Regions from separate parts of the Mus musculus genome. Here all the other regions are linked to region 2. The links are chromatin contacts, called in public Hi-C, HiChIP or PLAC-seq and promoter capture Hi-C maps. All regions are on one chromosome and are shown on one strand. Each heading gives the region's core, a stretch centred on a gene start, on an enhancer-like site or on the middle of the called end of the contact. The rest is flanking DNA. Distances are from core to core; before and after follow the strand shown. Region 1 holds the start of Kcnh3 (potassium voltage-gated channel, subfamily H (eag-related), member 3). Region 2 holds the start of Tuba1a (tubulin, alpha 1A). Region 3 holds the start of Nckap5l (NCK-associated protein 5-like). Region 4 holds the start of 9330020H09Rik (RIKEN cDNA 9330020H09 gene).

What was found. A called contact is a pair of places that touch in the nucleus more often than the background predicts. HiChIP or PLAC-seq counts read pairs in DNA pulled down with a chosen protein or histone mark. Capture Hi-C pulls out chosen DNA fragments and counts their contacts.
Region 1: a Hi-C map of forebrain shows a contact between it and region 2, with 6 times the contacts expected there. The contact joins the promoter of Kcnh3 here to the promoter of Tuba1a in region 2. A contact is called at or near these places in 1 of 484 Hi-C or Micro-C datasets (forebrain) and 2 of 115 datasets of contacts at active chromatin or transcription factors (microglia and pancreatic cancer cells).
Region 3: a contact with region 2 is called in a promoter capture Hi-C map of adipose tissue. The contact joins the promoter of Nckap5l here to the promoter of Tuba1a in region 2. A contact is called at or near these places in 2 of 115 datasets of contacts at active chromatin or transcription factors (bone marrow-derived macrophages and pancreatic cancer cells) and 1 of 9 other capture datasets (adipose tissue).
Region 4: a contact with region 2 is called in a FOXA1 HiChIP or PLAC-seq map of pancreatic cancer cells. The contact joins the promoter of 9330020H09Rik here to the promoter of Tuba1a in region 2. A contact is called at or near these places in 1 of 39 promoter capture datasets (erythroid cells), 1 of 115 datasets of contacts at active chromatin or transcription factors (pancreatic cancer cells) and 1 of 9 other capture datasets (liver).

What each region holds. Positions count from the first base shown.
Region 1 is chr15:99,220,311-99,226,115 of GRCm38.p6, forward strand. Kcnh3 (potassium voltage-gated channel, subfamily H (eag-related), member 3) reads left to right here and starts at 4,282. Exons shown (of 15, transcript NM_010601.4): 1 at 4,282-4,741. The coding sequence starts at 4,666. Gm46538 (a long non-coding RNA gene) reads right to left here and starts at 5,563. Exons shown (of 3, transcript XR_001781769.2): 1 at 4,837-5,563.
Region 2 is chr15:98,950,047-98,955,017 of GRCm38.p6, forward strand. It overlaps Tuba1a (tubulin, alpha 1A), which reads right to left and starts at 3,455. Exons shown (of 4, transcript NM_011653.2): 1 at 3,405-3,455; 2 at 1,423-1,645; 3 at 1,142-1,290; 4 at 1-968. The coding sequence starts at 3,407.
Region 3 is chr15:99,455,429-99,460,920 of GRCm38.p6, forward strand. It overlaps Nckap5l (NCK-associated protein 5-like), which reads right to left and starts at 2,320. Exons shown (of 13, transcript NM_001001884.1): 1 at 2,204-2,320.
Region 4 is chr15:98,565,729-98,570,918 of GRCm38.p6, forward strand. 9330020H09Rik (RIKEN cDNA 9330020H09 gene) reads left to right here and starts at 1,596. Exons shown (of 2, transcript NR_028442.1): 1 at 1,596-1,797; 2 at 1,911-5,136. It overlaps Ccnt1 (cyclin T1), which reads right to left and starts at 2,008. Exons shown (of 9, transcript NM_009833.2): 1 at 1,748-2,008. The coding sequence starts at 1,908.

The sequences.
Region 1 (5,805 bases), core at 3,032-5,531, 270 kb after region 2:
TCACTGCCATCATAAAAGCCAGAGCAAATGCCACCCACTCCAGACTCCTTAAGCAAACCTTAGATCTCCTTCTATGTCTCTTCAACTTAATCCGACTTAGGCTCTCTCTACCAGATTTTAAACAGACCTTTTGGCTGATGCAGAACACAGAGTTTGGGGAGACGAGATTCATTGGGGGTCCGGTACTCCTTCATAGGCTCCTGCCACTCTGGGGGGCTGCAGTCAAGGGCTGTCTTCCTCTGCATTCTATAAGCCAGCAGCAGACTACCCGTCTAGGCTGTTTATTGAAGGACGTTCTCGGGACATGACAGGAGCAAATAATTGCTGTCAGCCTGGCCAACTCTAGTTGCTCATCTAGGTTCCTCTGCTTAAGTTGTGTGTTCTGTATTGGGTTTCTCTATCCAAATCACGTACCCGCCATGATTCTGTGTTTTAAGCTAACTGTATTCTACTTCCACTCTTTTTTCTTCTTTCTTTCTTTTTGTTTTTTGTTTTTTGTTTTTGTTTTTTTCAAGACCTTCCATTTAAGAAGAGTGCTCTGAGCCGGGCCGTGGTGGCGCACGCCTTTAATCCCAGCACTCCGGAGGCAGAGGCAGGCAGATTTCTGAGTTCAAGGCCAGCCTGGTCTACAAAGTGAGCGCCAGGACAGCCAGAGCTATAAAGAGAAACCCTGTCTCAAAAAACCAAAACCAAAAAAAAAAAAAAAAAAAAAAAGAAGAGTGCTCTGAAATCAATCCAAAGGTGGCTAAGAACTCGAGTCTCAAGGACTTCCAGTGTGGATGGGAATCCTTCCACCAGGCCTTACCCTGAGTTGGTGTTCTTGGTCTCAGCAACAACTGTATACCTGCACCTTATACCTTATACAGCATCACCTATATAACTAGCCTTTTTTCTTTCTTTTCTTTTGAGAGGAGGTGTCATGTAGCCCAAGATGTCCTCAAACTCTCTATGTATGGGAAGAGGATGCTGAGCTATTTTGATCCTCCTGCCTCCACAAGTGTTGGGATTACAGACCTGGTCCACCATATCCAGTGTATGTGATGTGGTCCCGAGGGTGGAATCCAGCACTTCATGCAGGCAAGGCAACCACTTAGTGACTTAGCCCTTAAAACAGTCTTCATGGGGATCATGTTACAAACAAAGAGACCCCTGCAGACACAGCCCAGAGCTGGCTGATTCCAGACTTCCCCACCATATGGCTGAAAGCCAGGCTCCATTGGGCCAGGGACCTCCTGAAAGGTTCAGAGAGTGGGCAGAGAGGAGGAGCCCCTGGGTCTTGTTCCTCGACAGCCACCTGTTCCCACCCCCCTGCACACAGCGTCTTACTCCGCCTGCGCTCTGGGGTTGGGAGGAGAGCTTTCTCCATCTTTTGTGTCTTGAGCAGTTTTTTCCTTGCTCTGATCATCTCTGCTCTCTCTCCTTGTTCCTTTTTGTAGATAATACTCCCACGGGCCTCCCACAGTAGCTCCAAACCGCAGCCTCCTGAGTTTCTTCTTGTTGACAAAGGTTTTGAGCTGTCTCTGAGTAGGGCTCCCCCTCAGCTTCTCCCCTCCCCAAACCTTACAAGGAGGGCCCAGAATGAGTCCGGAGTTGGGGGAAAGAGAGCCAATTTCAGGGGGGAAAGCAGCCCTGAGGCCTGATGTTCCCTTTTCAACACTCCCCCACCTCCTCCTCCCTGGCTCCTAATCACATGTCCCCTACCCCCACTCCAGTCCCTTCGTGTGTAAGTGTATCTTAGGGATGGTGGAAGGAGTGGGTTAGAAATTAATCACTAAGAGCCAAGGAAATCCATGTAAACAAATAAGTGCCAGACCCGAACAGATCTGAGAGGCTGGTATAGGTGGAAAGAAGATGTTTGAATGTGTCATTCATTTAAACAGAATGGCCACGCCACAGGGAAAGACCCGCCCACCTTATGAGTACTTAGATATGTTGAGGGGTTGAAGGACTGCAATTTCATTCTGGGATAAGAGTAGTCCCAACGCTGTGCATGCCGCCGGCACAAGCCTCTAATCCGAGCACTCGAGGCAGGGGCAGAATGAGTGCTAGACTGCCAGGGCTACACAGAGAAACCCTGTTTGGGAAGAAGAAGACAGGGGAAAAAAAGAAAGACAGGGAGGAAAAGAAAGAAGGAAAGAAAGAAAGAAAGAAAGAAAGAAAGAAAGAAAGAAAGAAAGAAAGAAAGAAAAGAAAAGAAAGAGTGGTTCTAGCATAGCATCCAGTACCTAACCAGGCTTACCAAAATAGTGACCGGAATGGCGCTAATACAAGCAGTGTGTCTCAGACAAGGTCCATGACCTTCGTGTTTTCACTGGTGAATAGGAACGGCTTCCGTGTTAAATTAGCAGGGGAATCCGAGAAGAGCACTTATTCAGCACAGAGCCCTCCTTGCCTCGGGAAATACGAAGTTCAGTCATTCCCAACCCCAACTACTCCGCCCGATTTAAACCCAGGTCTCTAGCTTCCCTGACCTCCGCAAGCCAGCCCAGGTCAGTCCAGGTCACTGATCTGGAAGCCTAAACATGACCTCGAGGATATAGTTTGGACCCGTTAGACCTGACCACCCCAGAGGACCAGTGATGTCTATGCAACTCAGGTGTTTTGGGAGCAGGGACTGTTGTAGATGGAACCCCGACTTTGTCCTCTTCTCTCTCTCTCTCTCTCTCTCTCTCTCTCTCTCTCTCCTTCCTTCCTTTTTCTTCTCCCTTTGTGAAATAACTACCCCGGGGCGTTTCTCAAGATCCCTCTGAGACTCAAAATCAGACAATAAACATTTGCATGAAGCAAGTGCCGCACATTCACTGTCCTGGGTATATATGCCTCCTTATTTCTTCCTCAGAACCCACAGGGGTAGTTATTATTATTTCCATTCCACGGATGAAGAGAACTGAATCACAGAAATGTTAGTAAGTTGTCTTACAAGAAAAGGATTATCTCCTGGACAGCGAGTTCAGAGCAGTACTTAAACCCGGCTCGGCTAGCCGAGTTCTGCAGATGACGCTTTCAACAACAGCCTCGCCCTGGCTTAAAGTGAGCTTTAAAATATTCCTCTGTTTAGCGGGATGCTATCTAACTCCTGGAAAGAAGGTTGCTGCGAGGACTGGAGGGGTTACTCTTTAGCCCTGACCCATCAGGAGTCGGGAACCATATCTGCGGACATTTCAGGCTCGCCTGGGAGCTGGATTTCAGGGTGCAGCAGACTGGGAGGGGGGGACTTCCTCCCTTTCTTCCCAAAGCTCCTGTTCATTTAAATACAGGTGCCTTGAGCTTGGGCTTTACTAGCTGCTGACGGGTAGTTGGAGCAGGGTATACTCCTCTTTCCGACGCTGGTGGCAGTGGGTGTGTCTCCTGCAGGGGAGCAGTGCTGAGCTCCGGCTTCTTCCATTGGAGAGCAAATTGCAGTTTTGGCCCCGGCGGCTTCTCTGGGCGCGGGCGGCAGCCGCGCTCACTGGCAAATCGTAGGAGGGAGGAGGAGCGGCGCTGGCAGGAGAGGCCGCGGGGACGGTCGCGGCGCGCGGGGACAGGGACAGGAGACGGCCGTCCGCCCCTGCTTTCCGCCTCCTCGCTGGAGGTGCGGGCTCCGGGGAGAATCGAACTCCGCGACTAAAGGGGGGGGGGGGCTAGCCAAGCACACACAGGGTTCCTGGACCAGCCTCTGACCCTCCCGCGGCGACAGAAACTTGAGGAAATGCGTGGGGCGAGCGGAGGGCTTGGAGTTCACTTTCCCAATGCGCCCTCTGCGCTCCGGGGTCTCGCCCAAGGCATCTGGACCTCACTCTAGCCTCAGGTTTCCTCAGCTCCTGCTTCCACTTTTCAGGGGAGCCGAGCCGCATCCGGGAAAGGCTTGACTGAACCCGGGGGGAAAAACAGGTTCAGAAGCCTCCCTTTTAGAGAACTCTGCATAGTCAGCGCTCCCCGGGGGCCCCAAACCTTCAACTACTGGACGTTCCCCGCCACCTAGTCGCCAGTTCCCGTTCTCATGACATTATTCTCGTTCCGAAACACATCTACAACACACTCACACACGCTCACGCCCCCAAGCCTTCCTCTGATCCCTCTGCAGGAGAGAGAAGCCCGAGGCTGTCAGGCTGAGCCCACCCGGCCCGGGTTCTCGCCTTAGGGAGTCTGGCAGCGCTAGGGGGCGGCAGCCTTCCCTGCCCCCACCAAGGTCCCAGGGGAGGGGGATCCCTCCGCAGGAGGCCTGTCTCTTTAAGGAGGCGGCCCTGACTGGGTGTGCCCCGTCTCCATGGTTACCCCGGTGCAGGCGGCGGTGCGGGAGGTAGGCTGCCGCTTCTCCCCGACAGACGGAGGGAGCTGCGGGGACCCGGCGCTGAGCCGAGCCCAAGCGGGAGCCACCCCGCTTGCAGAAACAGGAGCCGCGGGCGGACCAAAGGTGCAGAGTGCGCGGTGGCCGCGGGGCCTGCAGCCCGGAATCCGTGGGCGGCGAGGGGTCGCGCGCGCGCCATGCGCCCAGCCCCGACGGTGCGGACGCCCCCTTGTGCGCCGGCAGCTGCTGGGGCCTGCGAGCCTGGGCCGGGCATAGCCCCCCGACGGCTACTCTAGGGGGCGCGGGGCCCGGCGGGGGGCGGCCGAGCCAGGCGCCCTCCCCCGGCGCTGAGTCCCCGCGCCCCGGAGGGATGGGGCGGGCGGCCCCCGCCGCCTAAGATGCCGGCCATGCGGGGGCTCCTGGCGCCGCAGAACACCTTCCTGGACACCATCGCCACCCGCTTCGACGGGACGCGTGAGTCAGGCCCTAGCTCCCTAGCTTCCGGGCAGTAATCCACTGTCGGAACTGCCACCTGCTGCTTGGTGCCCACCAGCCATCCCCTTCCTCACCCCTCTTGAAGCTAGGGCCATTCTCTCCTTCCAGTAAGTGAAGGTTTCCCGGAGGTTTTCAGGGTCAATACTGTAAGATGTCCCTAGGTGCGGGACCGGGATGAGTCAATCTGATCCAGCCTGTCTTATCCTCAGACCTGGCGCGGTTGCAAAGGCCGAGTCGGGTGAAGCGCGGAACCAGTCCTGGTGGACAGCGCAGAGGGCTCACAGAGCCCAGATTTAGAAATAAGATTTGCAAAGGAAGGTAGAGTAGGCGGGATTCAGCAGAGAACTGTGTCTGCAAGCGTATCGCACAGTCTAAACCCGTCGCTTGGAATGCCCACCCGGCCCCAAAGAAGCTGAGCTCCTCTGAGCTCGGGAGACTCACATCCGGACTGGGGAAGTTTGGAAAAGGCAACTTGAGCTTCCAGATTCTGAGTTCCTCTGGCTCTGAACACAGGGAAGTCGTGAAAACAGGGTCCCTCCCCCTCTCGCTCCAGTGGGGCTTCCCAGTTCTGACAAGCGTTCTCCCTCCTGTTGTAGACAGCCTGTAGGAACTCATCACAGAGCTCCCCCACCCCCCAGGCTTCTCCATCTGCTTTGGGCTTGAAGCCTGCTGATTCAGCACCCCTCACTCCCCAATACATTCTTGGCTCCAGGCTCTGTTGTTCAACCACTATCCACACACCGCCATTCTTGATGGCGTTCAATAGTCCCTGAGCCAGGGTGTGCAGCGAACGGGGCATCGGATGCATGGTGGCCTGCTTCCCAGACCAAGCGGTTCTCCGTGGGAGGAGCCACACAGCCAGCCTAGTTATCTAGTTAAGGGATGAACCTGGCAGAAGCCGAGGTGGGCCCAGAGCAGGTGGTACAGTCTTTTGGAAATCTCCAGCCCCACCCCTTACTCAGACTGCTCAGGACACTGCACAGCAGTGCCTACACAGGACTGCGTTCAGCAGTCCGCACTGACATGGTCCTCTCATGCACTCC
Region 2 (4,971 bases), core at 2,205-4,704:
CCTTCTTCCTCCCCCTCGCCTTCCACAGAATCCACACCAACCTCCTCATAATCCTTCTCTAGGGCAGCCATGTCCTCACGGGCCTCAGAGAACTCACCCTCCTCCATGCCCTCACCCACATACCAGTGCACAAAGGCACGCTTGGCATACATCAGATCAAACTTGTGATCTAGGCGAGCCCAGGCCTCAGCAATGGCTGTGGTGTTGCTCAGCATGCACACAGCTCTCTGCACCTTGGCCAGGTCACCACCGGGTACCACAGTGGGAGGCTGGTAGTTAATGCCAACCTTGAAGCCAGTGGGGCACCAGTCCACAAACTGGATGGTACGCTTGGTCTTGATGGTGGCAATGGCAGCATTGACATCTTTGGGAACCACATCACCACGGTACAGCAGGCAGCAAGCCATGTATTTACCATGGCGAGGGTCACATTTCACCATCTGGTTGGCTGGCTCAAAGCAGGCATTGGTGATCTCTGCTACAGAAAGCTGCTCGTGGTAGGCTTTCTCAGCAGAGATGACAGGGGCATAAGTGGCCAGAGGGAAGTGGATACGAGGGTAGGGTACCAGGTTGGTCTGGAATTCTGTCAGATCAACATTCAGGGCCCCATCAAATCTGAGGGAAGCAGTGATGGAAGACACAATTTGACCTATCAACCTGTTTAGGTTAGTGTAGGTTGGGCGCTCAATGTCGAGGTTTCTACGACAGATATCATAGATGGCCTCATTGTCTACCATGAAGGCACAATCAGAGTGCTCCAGGGTGGTGTGGGTGGTGAGGATGGAATTGTAGGGCTCAACCACAGCAGTGGAAACCTGGGGGGCTGGGTAAATGGAGAACTCCAGCTTGGACTTCTTTCCGTAATCCACAGAGAGCCGCTCCATCAGCAGGGAGGTGAAGCCAGAGCCAGTTCCCCCGCCAAAGCTGTGGAAAACCAAGAAGCCCTGGAGACCTGTGCACTGGTCAGCCTGTGGGAGAAAAGGAAATGTAATGTTTTATTAGGAGGGCATACTCTTAGCACTATTTGCAATTCCTTTAGATTGGGAGCCATATTTGCTTGATAGAAAAGACTTGACAGATTCTGACAGATACCAAGACACCCTCCCACTGCATTTTAAACCCATCCATATATGGCATTTACCAGCTTGCGAATCCTGTCCAGGACAAGGTCAATGATCTCCTTGCCAATGGTGTAGTGGCCACGAGCATAGTTATTGGCAGCATCCTCCTTGCCTGTGATGAGCTGCTCAGGGTGGAAGAGCTGGCGGTAGGTGCCGGTGCGAACTTCATCTGCAAAGGGAGAAGACGTCAGCCATCGGCCACCGAGGACACACACAAGCTCACTCACCCTTCTGGGTCTGGAGAGAGATTCTGAGTATGTGACCAAGAAGGAATGCCTGGGGAAGCCCCCAGCCAGCTTACCGATGACCGTGGGTTCCAGGTCTACGAACACTGCCCGGGGCACATGCTTGCCAGCTCCTGTCTCACTGAAGAAGGTGTTGAAGGAGTCATCTCCTCCCCCAATGGTCTTGTCACTTGGCATCTGGCCATCAGGCTGGATGCCATGTTCCAGGCAGTAGAGCTCCCAGCAGGCATTGCCGATCTGGACACCAGCCTGGCCAACATGGATGGAGATGCACTCACGCTGTGGAAAGAGGGAAAAAAATTATAAAATTAAGCTGTTATAATATTAAGCTGTATTTCTATTTTAGATCTTAATAGATTTCTAAAGTGTTTCTAAAAATAGAAATATTGTTGAAATTTATTTGGAGTCACATCCCTAATAACAGGAACAATGAGGAGTACTCACTACAAACACCAAAAGTGGGTGTGGCCTAGATGTCACCTTAATACTGCTTAAGACATGGTGCAAACCCATTGTTTCCAAAGCCTTGCTTGAATAGAACAGCTTTCATATTTGAAAAATATTTAAAGCATAGATTCTGTAAAACAAAATAATTATCCATAATAATACTAATTGCTTCTTTACCCGATAAGTAAGGATGAAGTTTTCATCCTATAGGACCTGGTATTTCATCATGGACATCTGCAGTGCGGCTGGGGCCAACAGCCACACCCTTCTGTGGACCCCATCAGTACTCTGGCTAGGCTACATAATAAAGAGTCTCACACTATAGGACCTTCTATTTCAACACTGACATCTGCAGTGCGGCTGAGGCCAGGAGCCACACCCTTCTGCAGACAGACCCCATCAGTACTTTGGCTAGTCGACAAGCTAGACAAAGTCTGATTTCTGCATTGCCACGTTCTCTGTGCCTGGTGCTAGCCTGTGCTGTTACATTATTTAACAGAGAAAGCTCTATTTCCAGCAGCTGTCTATGCGATCTCTTTGTGCTGCTTTCATGGTCCCTCCTAACCCTGGCTGGGGCCATTAGCCTGAATTAATGAATTAGTGCACATTTATTAGAACAAAAGATGGTTGGGTGCAGAGTATAATTTTTTTCTTTGCAGAAAATCCATTGTTTTTTGAAGGTTTTCCACTGTATGGAATGGAAATATTCTTAAAGCAGGCTAAGTTAGAAACAATGAGCGCCAACATTTTTTAAAAAAACAAGTGAAAAGATAGCTAAATTTAAAAGTAGAAAATAATATTTTTATCCTATGAATCTCTACATACCACTAATATTTCATTCTATAGAGATACACGTCTGTTGTGGAGGGACTACTTTCATTGTCTGCGGGGGTGGGGGGCGGGGAAGGGCGTTTCCCTGGGTTCTGACCATCAGCGTACTCTAGGATTCACAAAGTGGGCTTTGTCATTCCCCAACCATCCAGCTCCCCTCCCCCCTCAGCGAGATGTCCCCGTTAAGCAAATCGTATTTTTGACAGCCCTGCAGACGAAACATCCCATGACTACAGTTCCACAACGATTTTTTTTAAAGTAAAAATAAAAATAATTAAAAAAAAAAAAACCGCTCGGAAGAGGCTTAGTGAGAACCAACCCCTCCCAAAACGCCACGGAAGCAAGAGACAAACAACCCCGCCCCTGCGCCTCCCTGACAGCGGCTGCCATGGATCCGACGCAAACTAAACATTTTCCTAGCGAAGTGGGGCGGTGTTTCTGGAGTTCGGGCTCGGCCGCCGCCCCTGCCCTCCTACAGCAGCGGACCCTCGATCCCCCACCCGTCCCCGGCGGTCCCCGTGGTCCCCTGCAGTCCCTGGCTCTGCCAGCGCTAGCTCATCGGCGCTGCCTTTGTTCTTCCCGGTCTGGGCGTTTCCGTGTCCCGCACTGCGGCGGCGGGACTCAAAGACTAAGATAAACTTAAAGCATGGAGACCACCCTTTCCCCGCAGAGGTGACCAAAGCCTTAGACGTTTCCTTGCAGATCTGGGGCGACTGACACCCACCCTCTATCTACCGAGAGCCGGGGAAGGCTTGCTCACCATGGTTGCTGCTTCGCGGCTGCCGGGTGGATGGCGGAGGCGAGGAGGAGGTGTTGCTTCTTACAGCGCGACTCTTAGGCGGTCGATGTAAGAGAACCTGCGGCACTTGGGCGGATGCGGCTCCTTATATACAGCTCTGTCACCATGGGGATGGGCCAGGGCCTTTTCCTGTTGGTCCAGACCCCTCTGTCTGCCCAGAGAAGCCGCGACAGGAGAGTGGTGATTGGTGCAAGCGACATGGTATGAGGTAATCTCTCCCCCACCCCTTCCCCCTAGCATCCGTAGACTTTGCATCCTTCAGACAAAGGCCGTGCAAAGGCAGCTAGCCGAGCATCCATTATGGGGTGGAGTTGGGGAGGGGTGGAAAGGGAAGAAAGAAAACTGGGGTTGGATGATTATACGTAGTTTAAACCTTAAACTGTATTTAAAAATCATCTAAGGTTTTTCCCAACACTTAATCACAGAATTTATGTTTAGAATCTTTTTGGAAAATTCCAGCTTTTCATTTTTAATATACTGAATTTAATTACGTTCTGTCAGAATTCAACATCTCTATTTGCTTTAAAAAGTAGCAGAAGATACGGGGGTGGTCAAAAAGGCGTGGCTGAATGTTTAGTTTCATAGTTATTGTATTATTGTTATTCTTTATTATTATTTGAGCAAAAGTCAGTACGAGTAGACCACGCCTGTGACCTCAACAGCACCTGGGAGTCAGAGGCAGGAAGACTTGCAGCTCAAGGTCATCTTAACTGGCCTTAGTGGTTTATTCCTGTGTATCCCAGCACTGGGAAGCCGGGGATTGCAGCTAATTTGTGCCCACCCTGGATATATAGTGTGATATCCTGTCTCAAAAACCAAAAGAAAAAGAAAGAAAGAAAGAAAGAAAGAAAGAAAGAAAGAAAGAAGAGAAGAGAGAAATAATATACAAAGTAGTACTTAATACTAGAGAGCTTTCTTTCTTTAGCTGTAATTCTCTCCCATCACCCCTCCGTGCCCGCCCCCCTACCCCACCCTACCTCACCCCAGAGCCTGTGTTATTTTGTCCCTAGAAATGAGCCATCCTTTCTAATATGGAATTCAGAAACTGTAAGGAGAAAGAATTGAGTTTAAAAACTAGCTCTTTGTGTGGGCTTGTATTTCTCCAGTCTTTTTTTTTTTTTTGGAGGGGGAGGGGTGATATCAAGTAAAAAATAACTGAGATGCCAAATTAAAAAGAGGAGCGTTTTATAATATAAAAGGAAACCATTTTGTGATGTTTTCATCCCCAGACAACTGTGCAGTGCCAGCCCTGCTGCAGTTTTATGTAGTTCCCTGAATTCTGTAAATAGCCCCTTCCGCAGCTGGGCTTCTGACTGTGGGAACTGTAGCTGCTCTCCCCAAGGCTGCTCAGCCAGAGACTGTGGTCCTTGCTCAATTGCCCCTTGGGACAAAAATGCCTTGCTTTCACTCCTAGGAAATAGATTACAGTGGCACTCTCTTGCTATGTAGAAAGGCTCCGTTGTCAGCAAGGAAGATCTCTATATAGTGAGTCTCCGAGCTGCGGACCACTGATAATTTGCAGGATGAA
Region 3 (5,492 bases), core at 1,070-3,569, 500 kb after region 2:
CCGAGAAAGCCCTACCTCAGAGGTAAGGGGGCTGGGCAAAGCAGGGCAGGGGCAGCTTCCCCCTGTTGCTTGGAGGTACAGAGGTGCAGTGTGTGGAGACAGCAGGTAGGATGGGCAACAGCAGTGGGGCCCTCCTTGCCTTCTTCCCACAAGAGGGTGGATGAATGTGCTGGCCTCCCTGGCTTGGATCCTAAAACAAGTCCCAACAGCTGAGATGCAAACTGTCTGCTGGGAATCTGCCTACCCTGCTGGCCCTTGGCTGCCTCCTCCTCTCTCAAACCCTCCCCAAAGACCCAACTCAAAGACTGGCCCAGTCATGATGTCTCACCTTGATGGGTGGGCCGAACCTGAGCCAGCAGGAGTTCATACCCCAAGGCACCGGGGTGAGCAGAAAAGGCCTATTCACGGGCGGAACAAAGTTCTGTTTTTCTCAATCCAAAATGCTAACCCTAATAAACTGTAGCCCAGCAGTTTAGCTCTCTTAACAGAGCCAGCCTGCTGGAGGACCCTTCACCCCTCACCCCTCGAGTCACCACCTCTGTGCATGTTTGTGTGTGTGTGTGTGTGTGTGTGTGTGTGTGTGTGTATGTGTGTGTGTGTATGGGAGGTTTAGATCTTTCTGGTCCTACTGCTGAGCTCTGAAGATGAAGGAAACTATGCTCAATAGAAGCAAACCATCTTGCTCAAGGTCACAGCGCAGGCTGCAAGACCAGGGCCCAGGGCTCTTGACTCTGGCCATCCTGACAGCAACTCAGTGCACATACACGAATATTCTCTGCCATGTGGTGGAGTGCATCCCTTCTCTGAAGCCCGACTCTTCCAAAGGCTAGAGCTGGAGAATACTGTACAGCCAAAGACACCTTAGGTAGACCACAGGTGCTGGAAACAAAACCAAACAATCTATGTGGGAATACAAGGAACTCTGCTCACACACTAGGGATGGGTTTTAAAAATCTGAGAGCCAGGTTTTCAGGCCAGATTGGGAGGGGGGGGGGTCCTGTAAGATTGAAGAGGGTCTACAACAAAGCAATTGTACAATGCTCACTTCCCCTCAGAGGCCTGAGCACACAATAGTGAGAGACTCCTTCCCCATGGTTCCTCAAACCAGTCCTGATTGCCGGCCTCTGTCTCCAACCACTTCCTCTGGCTGACAATTGTGTTTAAGCAGGAGGGCCCACTGGAGAACGGGAGAGTTGGCGGAGAGGGAAATCAAAGATTGCCTCCAAACCTAAGGAAGCCTTCAAGCCTAAAACCTCCAGCTCCTGAGGAAGGCGGTCTTTAAAAAGCAGCTGTTGGGCAGGCTGGGTGGGTTCATGTGAGCCCTCTGGAAAACCAGGCTTAGGAGATGAAGGCCTTCTGTGCCCTTGGGACAGCGCCAAGGCTAGAGAGACAAGAGGGGCCTTCCGCCCAGGATATAAAAAGAGGGAGTTGGGGTCCCAACTGCCGCTCTCCTGGGCCTGCTAAACCAAGGGAATGTCAGGCACAAATAAATTCTCTGCATTCTTTTCAGCACCCCAGCCCAAACCCAGAAACCTTTTCAGTCGGGGCTGCCCTGTCCCTTACTCCAGCCCAACCCATCTCCTTCGCTCAGCCTCTATTCAGCATGCAGGTTGTCGGGTTCCCTTCTTCCCACAGCCCCTCAGAGCCTCAGCAGGGTGGTTCCCAAGACCCGGTCACTCCGCCTTTCCCCGCCTCCCCCACGCCCTACAGCCCCGGGCCACAGGGACTGGAAGGAGTGCGAAGGGGTGCCCCGGGCTGCAGTCTGCGCCTGCGCTTTGGGGAGAGCCCCCTCCCTCCGCAACCCAGCACCGCTAAACGCTACCGGGACCGTGGGATACGGGGAGGGTGGGATGCGCAGTGGGGGCAAGGTCAGTGCTTTCAAAGAGGGAGGGACACCCGCCACCGGAACATCCCCCCACTCCCGAAAGTTTCCCTTCCGGGGCCACCGAGTGTGCGCGAGGATGGCGCAGGGGGCGGGAGGGGGTGGGGTGGGGGGGTGGACAAAGTCACAACAGGACCCCTCCTGGGAGAGTGCAGCGCGAGGGACCGGCAGGCGTCGAGGTGTGGGCCGGAAGCCTCGCTCGCTGCCCCTTCCAGCCAAAGCTGCCACGAGAGCCTTTCACTCCACACTCCGCGGCCCCCACCCGGGGCGTGCGGCCCCCCACCTCTCAGCCCGTTAAATGCCAAACAGGCCTGAACTTACCGAAATCAGGTGCTGAGCTCGACTGGCTTGGTCCACAGGGTCCATGGCCGCATCTCGGGGGCGGGAGGGCGAGGGGGGTGCAGGAAAAGGGGGGTACCGGAGCCACCTCTTGATGTCAAGGCTTTAAAGGGGCCAATGAGCCCCGCCCCTCGCCCAGACCCCGCCTCCCTCCTCCCGCTCAGCCAATCCACGCTCAGCCTGGGTGCCTGCCCCTCCCAGCTCTATCCAGATGTTCCCAGGACGAGAGCTAAGTCTGCCCGGCCGGCGCGCGCCGCTTCCGCCCGAGTGGGCAGGGCCTCCCCTCCCCTCCCCCCTGCGGAGAAACACTCTTCCTCAGGCCGGAGCTGACCTGCAAAGCCTTCGCGGTGCTCCCGGTGCTCCTGGTGCTGGGGATCGGGATGCCAGGCCCGGCCGAGTGGGACTGGAGCCGGGGCATTTAGAACAGAGAAAACTAAGTAGGTTTGCGCGGGCCCACGGGCATGCGCGTCTGCTTCCGTGGGTCTGGGCGTGCACGTGTATGTGGTTGAGAGCGTGTTTGTAATTTGCTGCATACGTGTTAGGTGCAAATCTACAGGAAGAGGCTTGAGTGTCTCCTTGGCCTGAAATGCACCCGCCTCTCTTTTCCATCTCTAGGTCGGGGACCTCCCAGAAATCTGGAAACTGGAAGCGAGGAACAGGCACATGTGTAGAAAGCAGTGCTGGTTTAAGAAGCAAGGCAGACCCAGGCGTGGTTGCTCATGAGAAATCCTCGCACTTGTGAGGCAGAGGCAGGTAGATCTGTAGTGCAGAAAAAAGAGACTGTGGTTGGTTTTTAGCTACTTTCTGTCAGGGAAGAAGAAAGTACAGTCCAGTCACTTCACTAACCGGGAGGAAACAAGCTAACTCTTGCAGGCCTTTGCAACTTAAGAGCTCAGTACGGTTGTCCTTGGTCTGTTTGTTGTTACTGATTGGTTGAGACAGGATCTCTAACTCTGGCTAGCCAGGAACTCATGATATAGGCCTGGCTGACCTTGAACTTGTCATGATCCTATAGCTTCTGTCTCCATTTTGGTCCTTAAACACTTCCTTGCCCTTCGGTGGATACCTTATAATCCTCAGCTATATGCACTGTATTAACTGGCCTGGATGCGCACACAGGGGAATTCAGAGGTATCTTTGGACACTTTGTATATTTTATTAATATTGCTTCTCTCTTAGGTGTACAAATGAGACTTAAAGCAAAATTAGTCCAGTAAAAGAACGGGTGCCCTACAAGAATGTAGGGTGGTCAGGTTGGCTGGGATGCATTTAAGGGGTCCTCTCTGAAGAAGGCATTTTAGAGTGGGAGTCTAAAGATGGAGAACTTGAGTAGGACCCAGGCAGGAATAAAGACAAGTGATTGGCAAGAAGCTAATTACCAGAGTGGGATAGCAAGCAAATCCTCTTTTGTAGGGGGGGGGGGGCAATGCAAGAGGTTTTATCTGGAAAACAGAATGAGCATTTATATAAGGGAGTCATTTTGGATTAAACAACAACAACAGAAGAAGAAGAAGAAGAAGAAGAACAACAACAACAACAACAACAACAACAACAACAACAACAACCACCACCACCACCACCACCTCCGGTCTCGCTGTGCAATTCAGGCAGACTTCCAACGCTCTGCCCCCCAGTGTCAGGACACAGGTGTCATGTACTGGGTGTCAGGACCGCAGGTGTGCCACCAGGCCTAGAGCATGCATGCACACACCAAGCATGCACTCTGGTGCCGAGCCAAATCCACAGCCTTCCACTCCCTCTTCATCTTGTTTCTTGATGTTCTTTGAGGGTGCCTTTGGACACTACAGGACTGATTAATCCTTGGCCAGTCATCCCGTATTTACGGAATAGGGATTAATGTGCTGACCCCGGGGGGATAACAATAATTAGACACAATCTCCCCTCAAAGGGTTTTGAAGCCCAACACAAATGATGTATCTGCGGTTCTTGCGTCTTGGGATGGAAATCTTAAGTCCGTCAGGTATTTCTAACTATTTTAAATGTTTTGCAGGTGACTGAATTTTTGGAAGCAAATGACATCTAGATTGGTTGGGTTTTTGTTTTGTTTTGTTTTGTTTGTTTGTTTGGTTGGTTGGTTGATCGAGACTGAGTGTACTGGAATTCTCTCTAGACCATGCTGGCCTCGAACTCAGAGATCTACCTGCCTTTGCCTCTCTCCTGAGTGCTGGGATTGAAGGTGCGCGCCATTGCCCGGCTTAGAGTGTTTGTTTTATGTTTTGTTTTGTCTCTTTCATGTGCTCACCCTTATTTAGTAGGCACAGACAGAGCATTTGTCCATGGCCTTGCCCTCCTGGCTGGCCCTGGAGCACTTGCTATTTTGATAGGCTTCAGGCTTCAGCTGTGAAGCTGTAGCAGCGCTCCACGGTTATTTTCTTGGGTGAGGCTTGCTACGTTTTGACTCGGTTTTACTAATCAATTTATTAAAAGTCTGAAGCCCCAAGATTGATTATTCTCCATTCTTAGTCTGCATCACTAATGACATCCTTCCCTTGTTTGTAATAAGATGAGCTAAGACTTCTTGGGGGCTGGGGCTGTAGACTGCTGTTTACACACCCGTGTGATGGTGTGGCATAACTGCGTATATAGTGATGATGACCCTAGAAAGCCACGCCCTCACTACTCACAGTGGCATTTGAATTCAGATCTCCCGGAACTGAATAATGGGTGATTGTGAGCCACCTTGTGAGTGCTGAGACTTAACCCTGGTCCTCTGCAATGGCATCAGGGTACTCAGCTGCCTTCCCACATTCTCTGCTTTAATGCTGTGTGGTTGACCATTTAGCGCTGGGTGTCTTCCCTCTTCAGAGGTTGGCGTTGAATCACTTTGCTGCCGTGCTGGCTGAGAAGATGGCCAAGTTTAGAACTCCTGGAATTAAGAGATAGTTGGGTTGTCAACTAGCTTCTCAGAATACCCTAACCTGCCTATTTTTTTTAGGTTGGGTCAACTTCAGGACACAGTCTAGATATTACTACTCCTACTAAGAAGGAGAAAGGTGCTGGCTAGTGCTCAGTTAATTTTCTCAACAGGAATAAGCATTGCCAATGTACTTTGAAATCTCTCACTGGTAAGATATGATGGATCTGCTCACATCTTTTAATTATTTTTTTCTTTTCTCCTCCTCCTCCTCCTCCTCCTCCTCCTCCTTTTCTTCTTCTTCTTCTTCTTCTTCTTCTTCTTCTTCTCCTCCTTCTCCTCCTCCTCCTCCTCCTCCTCCTCCTCCTCCTCCCCCTTCTTCTTGTTGGACCTAAT
Region 4 (5,190 bases), core at 346-2,845, 390 kb before region 2:
ATAGACGACTGTGGGCTGCCATATAGGCCCTGCCTAAACAGTAAGTGCTTGTAACTGCTGAGCCATCTCTCTAGCCCCACAAAAAATAACTTTTTAAGGATATTTACCAGGCCTTCCCTTACTAGGCTCTTGGAACTTTTCTCTCTCTCACCTTCTTAAACTTCAATAATTAAGTTTTCCAGTTCTACTTTCTTTTGGGGGGGGGCGTGGGGGAGGTGAGGAGGTGGGTGGGCAGTGTTCAAGGCAGGGTTTTTCTATGAATCCTTGACTGTCCTAAAACGTGCTGTGTAGACCAGGCTGGCATCAGAAGTAGAGATCTGCTCACCTCCCCATCCTGAGCAATGGGATTCAAGGTACGCACCACCACACCCTGCTTAGTTCTGATTCCTTCAGGAAATATTACATGACCTCTGAAGTATAAAACCTTTGAAACCATTTGATAGTCATCCACTGAAAATAAACCCCTGCCTTCCTTTGTACGGGTACCATTCCAACCTCCCCAAAACGTAAGAGTACTTATTCCCACAGACCTCAGCAACAGTCTGCATAGAAGTGACAATATGATGGCGGCAAGCTTAAACACACATTTAAAAGGTGCCGTAAACACAGACAGAAACTCAGAGAGGTTTGATCGTGCACTGACCAAATGCTTGGGAAACTGGATTTCAATAGGAGACAACTGGCAATAAAGAGAACACCTATACAACATACAACCTTCAGACTTAAAAACACTAGAGACCTAAACTCTGCACTTTTTTTTCTTTCTTGGAGACAGGGTCTTACATGGAAATTCTGGCCTGCTTCTACTTCTCCAAAGCTCAGATCAAAGGCACAGGACACCAGGCCTAGCCCTCAGCATCACTCTTAAATAAATGCTACATAAGTGGAAGTAAAATAAAAAAAAGAAAAAGAAAAAAAATATATATATATATGGACAACGGAAAGAACTTTAAAACTATTAGTTTTGCCACAAGACTGTATTTTCATAAGAAAAACTGGGAGGGGGGAAATCACTAAACTACATTACCTCTAAATTTTGAAACCTAATGAATAAACTATCACTAGTGCCCAAAGAAGCAAGGACTTAATATTCTGAAAACTACTTTAAGCATACCAACTTGTATATCCCCTCCCCCCAAACCTAAGTTGACATCTTTTTTTCCTCTTAAATTCCATGAAACAGCTACTAGAACGTTTGAATATCAAGCGTGGTGGCAGACATTGGGACATTTTGTTTTAAACGAGAATCTGACAGGTTAGCCAGCTAGTGAGAGAAACGGGCTTGGAACCAAAACTGGGGCAGCAATTCCAGACCACCTTCATAAGTCCTTTGCGTACAGAATTTCCCGAAACCCTTTTTATACACTTTGGGGAGGCAGAGTCGATAGCGAAACGTCCTAAACGGAGCCTTAGGTCACAGCAGAAAGAAGACTCTCAAAAGCCACTAAAACAGGGCAGAATCCAGAGGACGGGGGCTGGGAAGGAGCAGCGAAAACACAAAGACAGGAGAGGTACGAGTCGGCAGCCCGGCCGGTGGCACCGGTGAGCGAGCGGGAAATTGACTCCGCCTCACTTCCCTCGCGCGAACAGTGGCTCGGCCAGCGAGCGCCATTGTGGGTTCTCCCAACTTAGACGCCCAGCTCCTGCCACCACCCCACCCGCTTCTGTCCCCACCAGCGTCGCCGGCCCGGACGTCGAAGCATGGCCGGACGCACTCCGAGGCCGATGGCCTAGGCCGAAAGGATACACGTTCAGACGTTGTCCCATGTCCTGGAGGAGATTGGCCGCCTGCTGGCGGTAAGAGAGTTCTTTATCGGAGTCCACGCCAAAGCGACGCGACGGGCTGTTCTCCAGCTGCTCGCGAGTAAAATACCACCGCTTGTTGTTGTTCTTCCTCTCTCCCTCCATAGTGCTTCAACCAAGAGGCAGCGGCGGGGGCTGCGAGCACTTCCCAGCGTCACCGGAGCGGCGACACACATCCGCCGTGCCGAGACTACTGCGACGTGACGAACTTCCTCCAAGGGGCGACCACCGAGGTTGTGACACACTTCCGCCCAGAAAGCCGAAGATTCCAGCGCCGACTTCCGGAATGACCCCTCCGACACCCCGTAGACGAATCCACAGCCAGTCCGCGGCTAAGAACGGACCGGCGGCCGGGACGCAGGATCCGGTCGTGTGACCGCCAGGTGGGCGGGACTATCTGACGTCGTTCTTTAAAGGTCTCGTCTTTCCGCGCGAGAACTGCGGTAAGGGGGCCTCACCGGCGGGCCTCTAGTTAACGCTCGCTGCGCTTGGCTGGGTAGTTTCCGAGGACGTGCGTGATGGAGGCCCCTTTGTAACACCGGGCTTACGGAAAAAGTGGCAGGGGAAATAGGCGAGACTCTCAGAAAACCGAGAAAGGACGAGACAGTGAGTGGCCCTGCCCCGTGCAGAAACGCGAAAGCCACTAAAAGGTTCCTGGGTTCTTAGCTCCGGCATGGAGAACTCCGGCGCGTTTGGAAACCGCTCTCCTATTTTGTAGCAGCCTTTCCTCCCGTTTCACTGCGGCCAATCATCTGGAAGGAATAAAATCAACGCCACTGAGCTTCGTTTGAGTGTTTGGGGGGGGGGGGTAAAGGGGCCTTTTTTTAAAGATTTATTTATCTTCATTTATGTATATGAGTACTCTGTAGTGGTCTTTAGACAACAGAATTGGGCATCGGATCCCATTACAGATGGTTGTGAGACACCATGTGGTTGCTGAGAATTGAACTCAGGACCTCTGGAAGAGTAGTCAGTGCCCCTACCCGCTGAGCCATCTCTCCAGCCCCGGGTAAAGGGGTCTTTTTCTCTCTTTCCTTTCTTATTTTTGTCATCCCTGGAGCTCAGAGGGGCGTCGGGTTTTGCCCGAGTGCTGGGATTAAAGGCTTGCACCACCACCCCGCCACGCTCAAGGACACCACCGATCGTTTATCGTTTAGGTCTGGAGGCCTTTTTTCTTTTGCATTCTTTTCTCTTTGTCAGTGAAGGCGATAAGCTTGCAGGCTCAGATTCCAAACATCCAGTCAGGGAGGGCCCAAGGTTATGCAAGCTCCCCTGCGCGTCAGGTCAGTAGTTCTAGGAAACCCACCCCGTAGGGAAAGGTTATCAAGCGAAGGAGATCAGGAGATAATTTGTGTCCTGCATTGGGGAGGATTATCAGAAGAAGGAGATCAAGAGATAATTTGTGCTCTGGCCTCACTCCCAGGTCCACTTTGTGAGGTTGTAAAAAGCAAGCTGGGGCCGATGTCCGCCTCAGCCTCCTGGCTGCACCAGGGTGTCTCTGTCCCCGGGCCTCGGTCGCTGCCTTGAACTCGGTATTGATGTTCACACAATCCCAAACTCTAGATCTTTTGTTTACCAAGAGCCCACTGTATCCACCCACTAGCAAGGGGATTGGCAATCAATCTTGAAGATTTGGGGTCTATTTTTTTCGCCAGAAGTCCTCTGGGAAATGTGTCTGCATAAATGAGGGTCCCCTCGAGGTGGCTTAGCAGGTAGGAGAGGCTGCTGTCAACTCTGGTGTGAATTCAATCCCCGAGAACCCCCCCCCCCCATCATAGATCGAGGAGAACTGACTCTAGCCAGTTATCCCCTGACGACCTCAAGTGCCCCAAGGCTAAATAGTTTAGAAGCCCAAAAGTATCCTAGGATCTGCTCATGGATGAATCAAAACTGCCTCTACCATGTGGAAAGTTACCACCAGCACCATGTGGAAATTTTCTAAGTTCAAGGCCTCTGTTAAGTCGCAGCCCCGCTCCAGCTTTCCAACCTGAGCGGGATATTTACCTGGGATACATAACAAGAGCCAGGACTACATAGAGAGATCCTGTCTCCAAAAAAAATAAATTATATATATAAAAAAAGAAGTTCCCATGTTTTATGTATGTCACTGTCTCTTTTTTCAGTTTTTTCCTCTCATATACACCCCAACTGCAGTTTCTCCTCCCAGTCTTCCCCAGCCTCCCCTCTCCAAGATTCCTTCTTCAGGGAGTTTTTTTAATTTAAAAACTTGAGTGTATATACATGTGCTGTGCATACACAACATAGCTTTCACATGCCTCAGTGTAAGGCTAGACATCAGAGGATAATTCTAGAGCGTCCTTTCTACCACAGGACCATGTTTACCAAAGATTAAACATGGGTCATCAGGCTCAACTCAGACACCTTTACTCAACCGAGCCATCTCACACACCCTCAAAGCCTTTTGAGATAGGATTTTCACTGTAACAGCCCTAGCTGTCCTGCAGGCAGGCAGATCTCTGAGTTTGAGGACCAGCCTGGTCTACTTCATGAGTTCCAAGACACGGTAAAACCCTGTCTCAAAAGGGGAGGGCTTGGGAGGATGCTGATAGATAGGGAATGCCACCTGGCTACCGTACACAGCAGCTCACTACAGCTGTGCTTACCTGCACCAGTCAGGCCAGTGAAGAGTCCAGCAAGGACAGGACAGGGGTGATGGCTGCTGAGGGGAAAGTGACCACTGGCCAGTTGCCCATGACCCCACACCCATGTGCAGCTAGGCAGCACTAACTAGAGTCACTGAATAGGGAAAGGAGGCCATGCAGTTAGGAAGGACAAAATGGAGGGCATCTGGGGGAGATGGAAGAGGTGGGGGTGGATGCAGATGATCAAAATACATTGCACAAAGTTCTCAAAGGATGACAGCAGTTTTTTTAAAAGGTAATGAGCAAAAAAAGAAAAAACAAAAAATAAAAGGTAATGAGCCTGCAGGCCATCAGTGTTAGCTCACACTTTTAATCCAGGACTTGGGAGGCAGAGGCAGGTGGATCTCTTAGTTAAAGGCCAGTCTGGTCTACAGAGTGAATTCTTGGACAACCAGAGAAACCCTGTCTCCAAAAAAAAGAGAGAGAGAGAGAGAGAGAGAGAAAGTGTGTGTGTGTGTGCACTGCAATTTGAATGTAACGTAAATTAATTAAACAACTCGATAAGCCCGGCTGTGCTGGCACACACCTTTAGTCTCAGCACTCAGGAGGCAGAGAGATTGGTGGGTCTCTGTGAGTTTGAGACCATCCTAGTCTATATAACAAGTTTCAAGATAGCTAAGGCTACATAGAGAAACTCTGTCTTGAAAATAAAAGAAAAAGTAATGATCCTTGATACCTCAAGCTTCCTGGAATTATTTAGCTCACGCAGTTGCAGCTCCATGGA